2 separate regions of the Sus scrofa genome follow, and region 2 is linked to region 1. A link is a contact called in public Hi-C data. All regions are on one chromosome and are shown on one strand. Each heading gives the region's core, a stretch centred on a gene start, on an enhancer-like site or on the middle of the called end of the contact. The rest is flanking DNA. Distances are from core to core; before and after follow the strand shown. Region 1 overlaps LOC106506054 (a long non-coding RNA gene). Region 2 overlaps LOC106506054 (a long non-coding RNA gene).

Region 1 (5,598 bases), core at 1,772-4,271:
CAGAGGTTGACGGAATCATGGTCTGGAAACACCCCTGGGGATGTGAAGGGGTATGGGCACCGTGGGGAGCACTCAAGGAAGTGAGATGTGGAAACAGGAATAGCCTCCCCTGGGAGGACTGAGGGCGTGGGAGTTGCAAGGTTTCCATCACAAGGCCAAGGACAGAGGGACGTGTCCTCATGAATACTTTTTGTGTTCACAAGAAGAAGTGAACCTACTTCTTAAAGGAAGTGAGTTCCAGAAGGGCCAGTGGGGAGGTCTGAGAAGGAAGGTGGGTGGGCATGGTGAGGTACAGAGCAGTGGGGGGAAAGGAGGGTGCACTGTGAGCCACGACTAGGGCCCTGGGGTGAGAAGACTGGTGCAAGGATTCAGAGAGGTGGGGACCTGGAGGATGAATCGGAGTATCCCTGGTGAACAAGGACAGGGTTTGGGGGTGGGAAAGGTGGATGAGGACTCAACAAGAGGGAAGAGCCTGTGCGAAGGCCCATTCATTCATTCCACAAATACCTATCAAGGGTTTCTACGAGACGGGAATGGTTTTCCGCATTTGGGATTCATCAGTGAAAGAAGGATGTTCCCTGCTCTTAGGGAGCTTACATTCTTCTTCTTCTTCTTCTTTTTTTTTTCCTCTTTTCATTTTTTTGACCGCCTATGGCATATGGAGTTCCTGGGCCAGGGATCAGATCCAAGCCACAGTCTTGACCTAAGCCACCCACTGTGCCAATGCCAGATCCTTAACTCACTGTGCCAGGCCGAGATGGAACCTGCATCCCAGTGCTCCCAAGATGTTGTCCTCAAGATGTTGCCGATCCCGTTGAGCCAGAGCAGGAACTCCTTAAGGAGCTTACATTCTAGCTGGGGGTGGTGGGTTGGGGGACAGAAAGAAAACAGGTGAGAAGTAGATTTTAGAATATGAGAAGCAAGGGGGCATTGGAAATAAAGAAGCAGCAGGGCAGTGTAAGATGGATCAGGAGTGGTACAGGTGGAGCAGGGCAGGGGGCTGGGAGCAGTGGACTGAAATGGAAAGTAGAGTGGTCAGGATAGGGCCAGGTTATTTGTGGAAAAATCCACATAGTTTGACATGGATGGGTGGCAAGCATATGGGGAGAGGCATCTATATGATTACCCTGATGGGTAGTTACACGGGAGGATCTTTAGACAAGAAGAAGCTGCTAGGTTGGCTGAGAAGTAATGGGAAAAGGAAGGAGATGAAAACAAATAACCATGGGCATCTGTTAAGGGCCAGGCACTGTGCTGGGATGGCCCCTTTAATCAGCCTCTACTAGCCTTCCTGACAAGCCTAGGAGTTAGGAAGGAACTGTCCTTATTTGTCCCTTGTTTACATGAAAACAATGGCAGTATCAAAAGGAGTTAGTTCAGTGTGGTCCTGAACACTGCCCACATTTTCTTAATGCATCCTCCCACCCCCTCATGAGGTCAGAGTCATTATCTCCATTTCCTGATGAGGAGTGTGAGGTTCAGAAGAGTCACACAGAGGCCAAGATCAGGAACTTGAGAGCCGGTCTGCTGGGTGGCCCCCTCCTCTTCCTAACTGCGTGACATCAGGCAGTTCCTGAACTTTTCTAGACTCAGCTTCCTCATCTGGAAGTAGGGATAATCAAAGCACCTGCCTTATCAGGGTGTGGTGAAGATTAAATGAGATAATACATGTAAAACACACAGAAGGGAGCCCAGCACACAGTAGGTGTTATTAAGGGTTCCCTGTTACTATTATTAACGTTCAAGGTCTTTCAGGTAGAAAGCGGAAGAACCAGGTTTTCCCAGGGCCTGTGGTGAGGCTGATCCCTGCCTCTGCCCAGCTGACCTTGGCCCTGAGTGGGACTGGCTGTGCTGACCCAGGCTCAGGAAGGAGGAGCTCTACATCCCCCACCAGGCCGTTCCTCTGCAGCAGGCATGTGACATATTGTGGTGTGATGTGTTTTCCCCTCATGGTGCAAGATGTGACTCAGAAGGGCATGCTGGGGAAATGAGTTTCTTGGATTTGCCCACCTCATCGCCCCTGCGTTCTTTAGAATTTCTCTGAATCAGACTTTATATCTGGTGCTATCGCTCACTGGCCTTATTTATGCGGAAAACAGCTCCACATTTCCAACTTGCTCAACAGCCCTCAGGATTCATCTTGGGCCCTGGGAGGGTAGCAAAAGGCGGGGAGGGCCAAAAGGAAAAAGAAAGAAAGAAAAAGGGAGAAAGAAAGAAGGAAAGAAAGAGCCAGCAACAATCAAAACAACCCTTTTCTCCCTGTGTAATCTGGGCAGCTTCCAGGAGGATAATGTCTTTCCACCGTGAATCGCCCCCTCCCTCCCAGGCTGTTTTCACAGGAAGCAAATCCTGGAGCATTTTCAATGTGCCCCTCGAGGCAGAACAATGAGGCCCTTGAAGCCTCGGCCCCGCGCTTCCTCCAGTTATCCGGAGGCCCGGCCGAGCCCCTCCTGGAGCGGGGCGGGGAGGCGGCGGCGCGAAGGGGCGCGGGACCGGCTCTGGGAAATGGAGTGGGGGGAGTCTGCGGGGTGTTGCGGAGCCGCACGGGGGAAGCCCATTAGCCAAATAATAGGTTTGGATCCGACTGTTTTGCCAAGGTACCCGGCATTTATCCGGCTCCCCGATTGGGGGCGGGGAGCTGGGAGGAGGAGGCGCGGATCCAATTACGGCTGCTCCTGCCCGGTCGCCGGGAGGTGGTGGCGGGCCGGGCAGGCAGGCGGGCGGGCGGGGATGGGAAGGGCCGGGTGGAGCGGGAGGCTCGGGGCTCGTGCGCGCAGAGCCCGGGCAGCGGGTCGGGGGGCGCCTGTCCCCCAGGCCCGGCCCGGGCCGCGACCCGCGCCGCCTCCCCCGCCCGCCGGCTCAGCTGCCTCATTGTTTATTGTGGAGTCTGGCTCGCCCCCTCCCCGTCCCCCTCCCTCGCTCCCGCCTCCCTCCCTCCCGCTCCTTTCTCCCCTCCTCCCGAAAGAAAGAAGAGCCAGTCTGTGGAGACGAATGAGTCATGAATAAACAAACAGCGTGGGGGAGCTGTCACTCCGGGCTGACTTCCTGGCCGCGCTCTGCTCCGCGACCTCCTGGCGGGGCGCAGAAGCTTGGCTGGCTGGGATGGGCAGGGGCGGGCTCCCCTCTCCGTGGGCGAGGGGTGGGGTGCCCAGGACCCCAGTTACCAGGCTGACCTTGAGCACAGCCCTCAGAAACATCGAGTCCGTTAGACAGCGTGTGACCCAATGTCCCCAAACCTATCTGTACACGTATGCTGAGGGTGGTGAGTCTGATTTCCTTGGGTTTGACAAAAGCCATACGCCACAGACAGGCATGTGAGCATCTGCTGTGTGGGGTTGATTTCCCTGTGTGGGCTCACCCTCTGGGAATGCTGTGTGTGTATGTGTGCGCGAGCGCGTGTGTGCACGCATGCGTGGTGTGTGTGTTTGTTGATGTGGTTTCTCTTGCATGTGTATATCTGGTATGTGCTGCAGACGCTAGGGCACTGTGAAGACGGGTATATGTGGGATGTGTGTGTGAGCGTGTGGAGTGTCTGTGTGTGGAGTGTGGGGTACACATGAGTGTGTGTTCGTGCCAGGGCTGGTAGCCTGTGTGTGTGTTTGTTGTGTAATCATTTTTCTGACTCTGAATCTGCTTCTGCCGCTTTAAGATTTGAGATCTTTCTTTGTGCTTAGTTTTCTACTTGGGCCTTTTTCCTTTCCCTTGTGTGATCCTGTGGGTCATTCGGGGCCATCTCTTCCCATTAGTGAGGCCCCAGGGCCCCAGCAGACCTCCAGGGCCTGGCCTGGCTGGCCTCAGCGTCCAGCCAGCTGTGGCCACACGCAGGCTCCCGGCGCTGACTCATGCCTGGCGAGAGCAAAGCAGAGCAGAGTCTGACCAGAGCCCAGGCTGGGTGAGCCCCCCCTGTGGGGAGGGCGCTCTGGGCCCTGCCTCTGGGGGCTCTCCTGAGCCCTTGAGCTCGAGGAAAGGGGCCTGAGCTAGTCCAAACCTTCTGGGGCCTTCTGGTGTAGAGAGGAGTCCATGCAATGGGTCAGAGTCAGGGGCAGGGGTTGGGCATATCTTCTGGCTTCCCCAGCAACCACACACCCTCACAGAGGTCCATCCCAGGACCAGTACTGACCGCTGAGCCTTCAGGAGGAAAGTTGGTGAGACTGAGCATGGCCGTGACTCAAGCTCCAGCCCTGGCCCTAGTTGCTTGGCTGGGTCCAGTACCCTGACATCTCTGGTCCTGCTCCTTCTCCATGGGCTGGCCCAGCTCCTACAGTTCTCCAACTTTGGGTGGGGGATTTGCATTCAGGGCCAGATCTCCCTAAAGCTGAAGCAAGGTGCAGTTTTGCTGCCCTTTCCCCATTATCACCCTCTTCTGCAGCCCCACTGCTTGTTGGACTTGGTTTCCTGGCCCTGGAATCATGGCATTGGTTATGGCCTTGACCGGGAGTTGGCCCTGGGGGCAGTAGGCCAACCTTGGTCATTTCTCAGCCTCCTTCCCATCCTTCATCTGGCAAACAGTTTGGAAGGGTAGCTAAATCAGTGTGAGCTGGGAGGCAGGTAAATGTGAGTTCACAGTCTAGCTTCCTCACATTGCCCTCTGTGTAACACAACCTTGCAGAACCCTTCTTTCCTCTTCTTTAAAATGTACAAACTGACCCCTACCTCACAGTTTAGTTGCAAATGTTAAGGGAAAAAAATGCCTGAGTCTTTAGCATGGAACAGAGCCTCCAAAAAGAATAGATTACCCTCTGTCCTCCTACAGCCTGACCTGGACCTAGATCATCAGGGCCTAGAATTTTACCTGCCCAAACTTGCTTATCCTCTGGTCAAGCCCTGTGGCCCTTGTCTGGAATTTGAGGACTCAGAAATAGTCCCACACAGCAGTGGGGGTCTCTGAGGCAAGGGTAATGTGGGCCCTGGGCCTGTCCTTCAGAACCAGGCCCTTCTAGGCAGGACAGCATGGACCTACGGCATCCTCCTGGGGCTTTCCCTGTGGAGAGAAGTCTATACCCTTCAGGTCTTACTCTAGCTGTGTCTGGGCTGGCTTCGATTTGTAGACAAGTTGTTTGGTCTACGTGGGATTTAGCAGCCACTACTTAGGGATGGAGGCATTTCCCATGAAAATGTGGATTTTTCAACTTCCTAGGATAATTAGGAGCTTTGGTCACCCTGGGCTCATATTCCTATGTGGCAAATGTGAGCTGGAGCTGAGAAGTGGGGGACCCCTTTGGGCAGGATGTGTGCTGTCTGTTTACTGCAATTGCCACCATTCCCTGTTGATCTTGTTCTCAAACTTGAGTGTGTAGGAGCATCATCTCCGTGTTAAAACACAGAATGCTGGGCTCCACCCCAGTTTCTATTTCAGTGGGCCCAAGACTTTCCATTTCTAACAAGTTACCAGACGGTGCTGATGTTGCTGGTCTAGGGACCCGCTTGGTGTACTCCTGCCCCATGTGATGTTGAGTCCAAGTTGGTTACCATATATCAGCTCACTTGGCCTGTTGTTCTCCTGTGGAGTATGTCATATATTTCTCTATACTCAAACTCTAGCAAAAGTAGGAGAAAAAAAAAAATGACAGTATCATTTGTTTGATTAAAATGGAGATG
Region 2 (5,387 bases), core at 1,210-3,709, 80 kb after region 1:
GCTATAAAAAGAAAAAGAAAAAAAAAAAGATTCCGCAATGGGCTGGTCTTCTGGGGAAAGGTCAGGAGAGGGGGCTGGGTGAGAAGTAAAGTAGGATGAAGTCACTGTGTCCTTTCTTCCCTTGGCTAGAGTCCCCCTCCTGCCCAGAGTTGTGGCCAGAGTCCCCAGGGCAGGGATGGAGAGATGTGCCAGTCTGTCCCACCTGTCCCTGCCCAGGATCCAGGGCCCACCAGATGTGGCAGCTAGTGGCACCTCTGGCTGGAGCCATCCAAGGCTTTGAAGTTAGGAGTCAAGCTGAACCTTTGGCTTTTGAGGAAGTGGGACATCCTCTTTAACAGAGGTACAGAGGCCACGTCTCTTGCCCAAGGTCATGATGCTAGGTGGTTTTTTCTTGAACCAGGGCAGAAATCATGGTCATCTGACCTGAGAATGTTGAGGTCAGTGGCCTATTCCAAGGGTTTGCTTAAACAGGATGGGACGCCTTTCCTGAGGAATGACACATGGAGGTACTGGGTACAGCAAGTTCTTGGAGCAGTGTTGAAGAGGGTGATGGTGGTGATGATAGTGATGGTGGTGATGATGATAGTGATGGTGGTGATGATGATGCTGATGATGGTGATGATGATGCTGATGGTGATGATGGTGATGGTGGTGATGATGATGCTGATGATGGTGATGATGATGCTGATGGTGATGATGATGGTGATGGTGGTGATGATGGTGGTGATGGTGGTGATGGTGACGATAGTGATGGTGGTGATGGTGGTGATGGTGATGATGATGGTGATGACAATAGTGATGGTGGCAATGATGATGATGGTGATGGTGGTGCTGATGGTAGTGATGGAGATGGAAATGGTGCCTGGTCTTCAGCCCCAAATCCAACCCAATGAAGGGGGAGGAGCCTGAGTCGACCTCTGCTGAATTCCCCTCCCTAGTATAGCATCTGGCATTTAGCAAGGGCATCATAAATATCTGTGAACAAGTGAATGAATTCACTTGTTGAAGGCATGCTGAGAGTTTGGATGTGTCACAAAGACGGGAGGCACAGGTGGTCAGAGTCATCACCATGGCGTAGGCTTCCAGGTACTGTGAACCCTCTGCTGCCTCTGCAGCCTCCTCCCCAGGCAATGACTTAGGAGGGCAGTAGGATGCTGGTGTTTGAGGAAGACTCAGCAGAGATTAGAGATCTCTTTTCTCCACAGAGTGGCCTCCCAATCCTCTGGAGTTTGGCACCGGGGAAGAGGCTGGTTCAGACCTGGGCTGAGCTCTGGATAAATTAACCAGGGCCTGTGAATTGACACAGTTAGAATTCCTTCCTCATGTCCCCTGCCTGCATTCTTGCCAACTTTCTTACCCATCCCCTGTTTATTGAACCTGTCTTGGGCTCCTGCCCTGTGCCAGGCCAGTACTGGGATGGAACAGTGACAAAACTGATACCAAGGAAAGAAATGTAGCCCATGTGTCACAGGGGCTCACTGTCTAGTGGGGGAGTAACCACAGTCATCAAATTTTCAGTATGACTGGATATTTGGGTGGAAGTTGGGGCAAGGGCTTGGACACAGACTAGAGGCAAGAATTTGGTCTGGATCTTGAGAGATTAATAGGATTCAGGAGTCAGAGGAGGGGATGGGGATTTCAAGCTGAGGGGAGTGCATGTACTGAGACTGAGGTGGAAAGGTGCTCATGAAAGTGCTTGATGGGGCTGAGCTTTGTGTTGTTGGTACAGGGTGGGCTTGGTGGGAAATGGGGACAGAACATGAGGCTGGAGTCAGACTGTGAATGGACAAATGCTAAGGCATTTTTGTGAGGGCAGCGGGCAATACAAGCCATGATGGTCTCGTTTGTATCTGTGACTCAGGAGGAACATCCGCGCCAGGGAGAGGGTTGGTCGGCAAAGGCACATATAGAGGATGAGAGACCTGGGAGGAGGTGAGGATAATGAAGATACTGATGACGATAGTGATGAGGATAATGAAAATGTGATGGTGGTTATGGTGATGCTGAGATGATGATAGTGGTGTGATAATCATGGCGATGATGGGGATGAGGACGTGGTGTGATGGAGATGATGGTTTGATGGTGGCAGTAGTGATGATTCAGGTCCCTGACACCAGCCAGGGCTCTGCTGTATGACACACTGTGTGACATACCACCTTGGGAGATGGGTATGTAGGAGGCTGAGAGAACCTACCGTGAGGGGCTCCCTTCTCTCTTCTCCCTCAGCAAGCCCAGGGACAGCCCCCAAAGGTGATCAGAGGGCGTCTCAGCTGGTCAGGCCCCAAGGAGTGGATATGGAGTGGGGCTTGGGGAAACTCCTCCAATGCCAAACATTGCCTGAAAGTCGGTGGCTGGTCCAGTCTGGATGCAGCACCCCCTCAGTTCACATCTGTGCCCACCATGGGGCTCAGGCTTAGCTGCAAATGGCAGCCTTGCCTGTTCTGCCCTCCCCTGCTGCAGGCCCTCGCACCAGGCCGGAATGTCCTCAGGAAACGGGTTACCTCTCTCCTGGGGGTGCTTCTGGATTCCCGTTTGCAGCTCCAGCCAGGATGTTTTGCAATGAGCTTAGAGAAAGCATTCATTCCGGGAAGAATCAGGCAGTGGAATGCTCCCTGCCAGCAGGGGTGTGGGTGAGAGGGCGCAGGGCTCCCTGCTGGGCTGGGCTGGGCTGGGCTGGGGTGGGCAGGGGGCGGTGCTGGCTGCCTGGCTGGCCCATTCCTCAGCCCTCGGGGACTTTGGCCTCTGGGCTGTTTATCTGTCTGTGGACTTGTCCATCTGGCTTAAAGAAGCTGGTTGGCTCAGGCCAGCCCTCCAGATTGTCTGCCTTCTATCAGGCACCTTGAGCTTTGCTGAGCTTTATTTTATTTTTGAATATTTTTGAAGATGACTCAAAAGCGATTACTAAATGAAAAGGTGTACTCACCTCCAGCCCTGATACTTCTGCCCGTGTTCCCTGTTTTTTTGTTTATTCATCCAGTGTTTCTATTTGCAAAAATAAGCAGCTACATAGCTACGTTTGGATCTCCCAAATTTCTTGCCCCAGCAGAAGCATTCTGTGTGCCTTGCTTTGCACTTTTTCTTTTTTTCTCCGTTGTTCCTTTCACACTGGTGAAGTGGAGATCTGCAAAGTCCTCTGCTGGGAGGGGTTGCCCCAAAGTTATTTCAGGTATTTGAGTTTGTAGACCCAGGCATCTACAAATACTTTGCTGATTTCCCAATTGGGCTTTTTATATACTTTTTCAGGACCCCAACCCCAGGTGCCAGAGTCTTCCCTGCCCTGTACAGCCCTGCTCATGCCATGGTCTCCTGTGGACGTTCCCTCCTTCCCACGTTGGCGGTATTGCTGTCCAAGCTTTGCAGGGGAGGAATCTGAGGAATTGAGAAGTCAAGTAACACACCCAATAGGATAACTAGTAAGTGATGAGGTCTGGGATTTGAGTTTGGAGCAGTCTGTCTCTAGAATCCTTCCTCTTTTTTTTCTTCTCTTTGGGGCTGTACCTTCGGCATATGGGGGTTCCAAGACTAGGGGTTGAATCAGAGCTGCAGCTGCTGGCCTACGCCACAGCCACAGCAACACCAGACCCAAGCCGCATCTGCAACCTATGCTGCAGTTTGCAGCAACACTGGATCCTTAACCCACTGAGCGAGGCCAGGGATTGAACTTGCATCCTCATGGATGCTAGTAGGCTTAACCTGCTGAGCCACAATGGAAACTCCTAGAATCCTTCCTTTTCATGATGTCTCACTGCTGGGGAACAGAGAGCGACCTCGTCCCATGTCTTCAGGAATTGGAAGGGTCCCTTGGCTTCGAGAGGGGTGGGGATTTGCCAAGGTCACACAGCTGCACCAGCAGCTCCAGAGGGGAAGCATCCCTGGGTACCTAATGCTCTCCCATACTGGAGTGGAGGCTCCTCAGGCAGACCTTTTCTTTTTTATTTTTTTGTCTTTTTGCCATTTCTTGGGCTGCTCCCGCGGCATATGGAGGTTCCCAGCCTAGGGGTCTAATGGGAGTTGTAGCTGCCAGCCTACGCCAGAGCCACAGCAACGCTGGATCCGAGCCGCGTCTGCAACCTACACCACAGCTCACGGCAACGCTGGATCGTTAACCCACTGAGCAAGGGCAGGGATCGAACCCGCAACCTCATGGTTCCTAGTCAGATTCGCTAACCACTGCGCCACAATGGGAACTCCAGGCAGACCTTTTCCTCTAAACTCCTTGGCTTCAAGCCCAGGATGGCTCCTATGCCCGTCTGCTGGGCTTAAATTCAGATTCACAGAAGCTCTCTGCTAAATGATTTAATAGATTCATTGCACAGATGGACACACCAAGGCAGGAGGGAGGAGGGGAAAAATCACACAGTTCAACTGCAGCAGAGCTGGCGTGGGTTCCAGGTCCCGTGACTGTAGTCTGGGCATCTATCCAGGCCCCCACCCAGCACCCTTCTTACCTGGCAGTGCGTGTGCCTCCCTTCCCAAACTTCCTTCTGACTTTTTTTTTTAGGGCCACACCATGGCATATGGAAGTTCCTAGGCTAGGGGTCAAATTGTAGCTGCAGCTGCCGACCTACGCCACAGCCACAGCAATGCCGATCCTTAACTCACTGAGCAAGGTCAGGAATCAAACTTGCATCCTCGTGGATACTAGTTGGGTTCATTACTGCTGAGTCACAATGGGAACTCCCTGGCTTCTTTCAAGATAGCAATTTCTCAGCTTCTCTCAGCCTTTGTCCAGGTGTCAGAAGACTCCGTTTCCATTAGCATTCATTGGCTAAGGTGGCCTCCGCCAGAGAAGGGAGTTGGGTGGGTAGTGCACGAAATCCTGGTAAAGTTGGCAGCTGAAATCACATCCTGGTCAGCGAACACAAGGGCTGAGTGTGTATGTGCATGTGTGTGCACATGTATATTGTGTATTTATGTATGTGCACACATGTATTGTGCATGGCTCATGTGTGTACAGACATGTGCATATTGTATATGAGTATATTGTATATGTATAGGTGTATATGTGTATAAATGTGTGTACTGTGTGTCTTGTATGTGTGTGCGCATGTGTATATGCGTGTGTATGTGTGTATAGTGTATATGTGTGCGCATGCATGTGTGTGTGTGTGTATGCGTATGTATGTGTACCTAGTGTATGTATATATGCATGTGTGTGGCAGTCAAGGCTCACAGCCTTCACATCATGATCTCTTGATGTTGGGTCTTTGACGTTCTCCAAAGAGATGCAGTTGAAAGTCTCATAGGTCCTCGGGAGACTGGGGATTCCTTTGGCACTTGTAGGCAGGGAACAGCCTCAGGTCAGTGGCTGCTTCTGCTTGTGGTCTGAGCGTGGGCTCAGGCCCCAGGGAAACTCAAGATCCACACTAAATTCATATGGGGTCACT

Evidence for each region. Hi-C and Micro-C count contacts between places; a contact is called where the count stands out from the background.
Region 2: a contact with region 1 is called in a Hi-C map of subcutaneous adipose tissue, with 1.5 times the contacts expected there. The contact joins two enhancer-like sites. A contact is called at or near these places in 3 of 47 Hi-C or Micro-C datasets (embryonic fibroblasts, heart right ventricle and subcutaneous adipose tissue) and 1 of 2 datasets of contacts at active chromatin or transcription factors (skeletal muscle).

The regions. Positions count from the first base shown.
Region 1 is chr14:81,315,609-81,321,206 of Sscrofa11.1, reverse strand. The region is part of intron 4 of LOC106506054 (a long non-coding RNA gene); the gene reads left to right. Among named protein-coding and RNA genes, the nearest start is that of ZMIZ1, 91 kb to the left of the region's middle. Within about 2 kb of position 3,021, at least 73 of the 83 cell types and tissues checked have an H3K27ac peak or open chromatin away from gene starts, as enhancers often do. A contact at or near this core is called in subcutaneous adipose tissue, where this site is marked.
Region 2 is chr14:81,235,408-81,240,794 of Sscrofa11.1, reverse strand. LOC106506054 (a long non-coding RNA gene) reads left to right here. Exons shown (of 10, transcript XR_002338702.1): 5 at 3,244-3,413. Among named protein-coding and RNA genes, the nearest start is that of ZMIZ1, 170 kb to the left of the region's middle. Within about 2 kb of position 2,459, at least 11 of the 83 cell types and tissues checked have an H3K27ac peak or open chromatin away from gene starts, as enhancers often do. A contact at or near this core is called in subcutaneous adipose tissue, where this site is marked.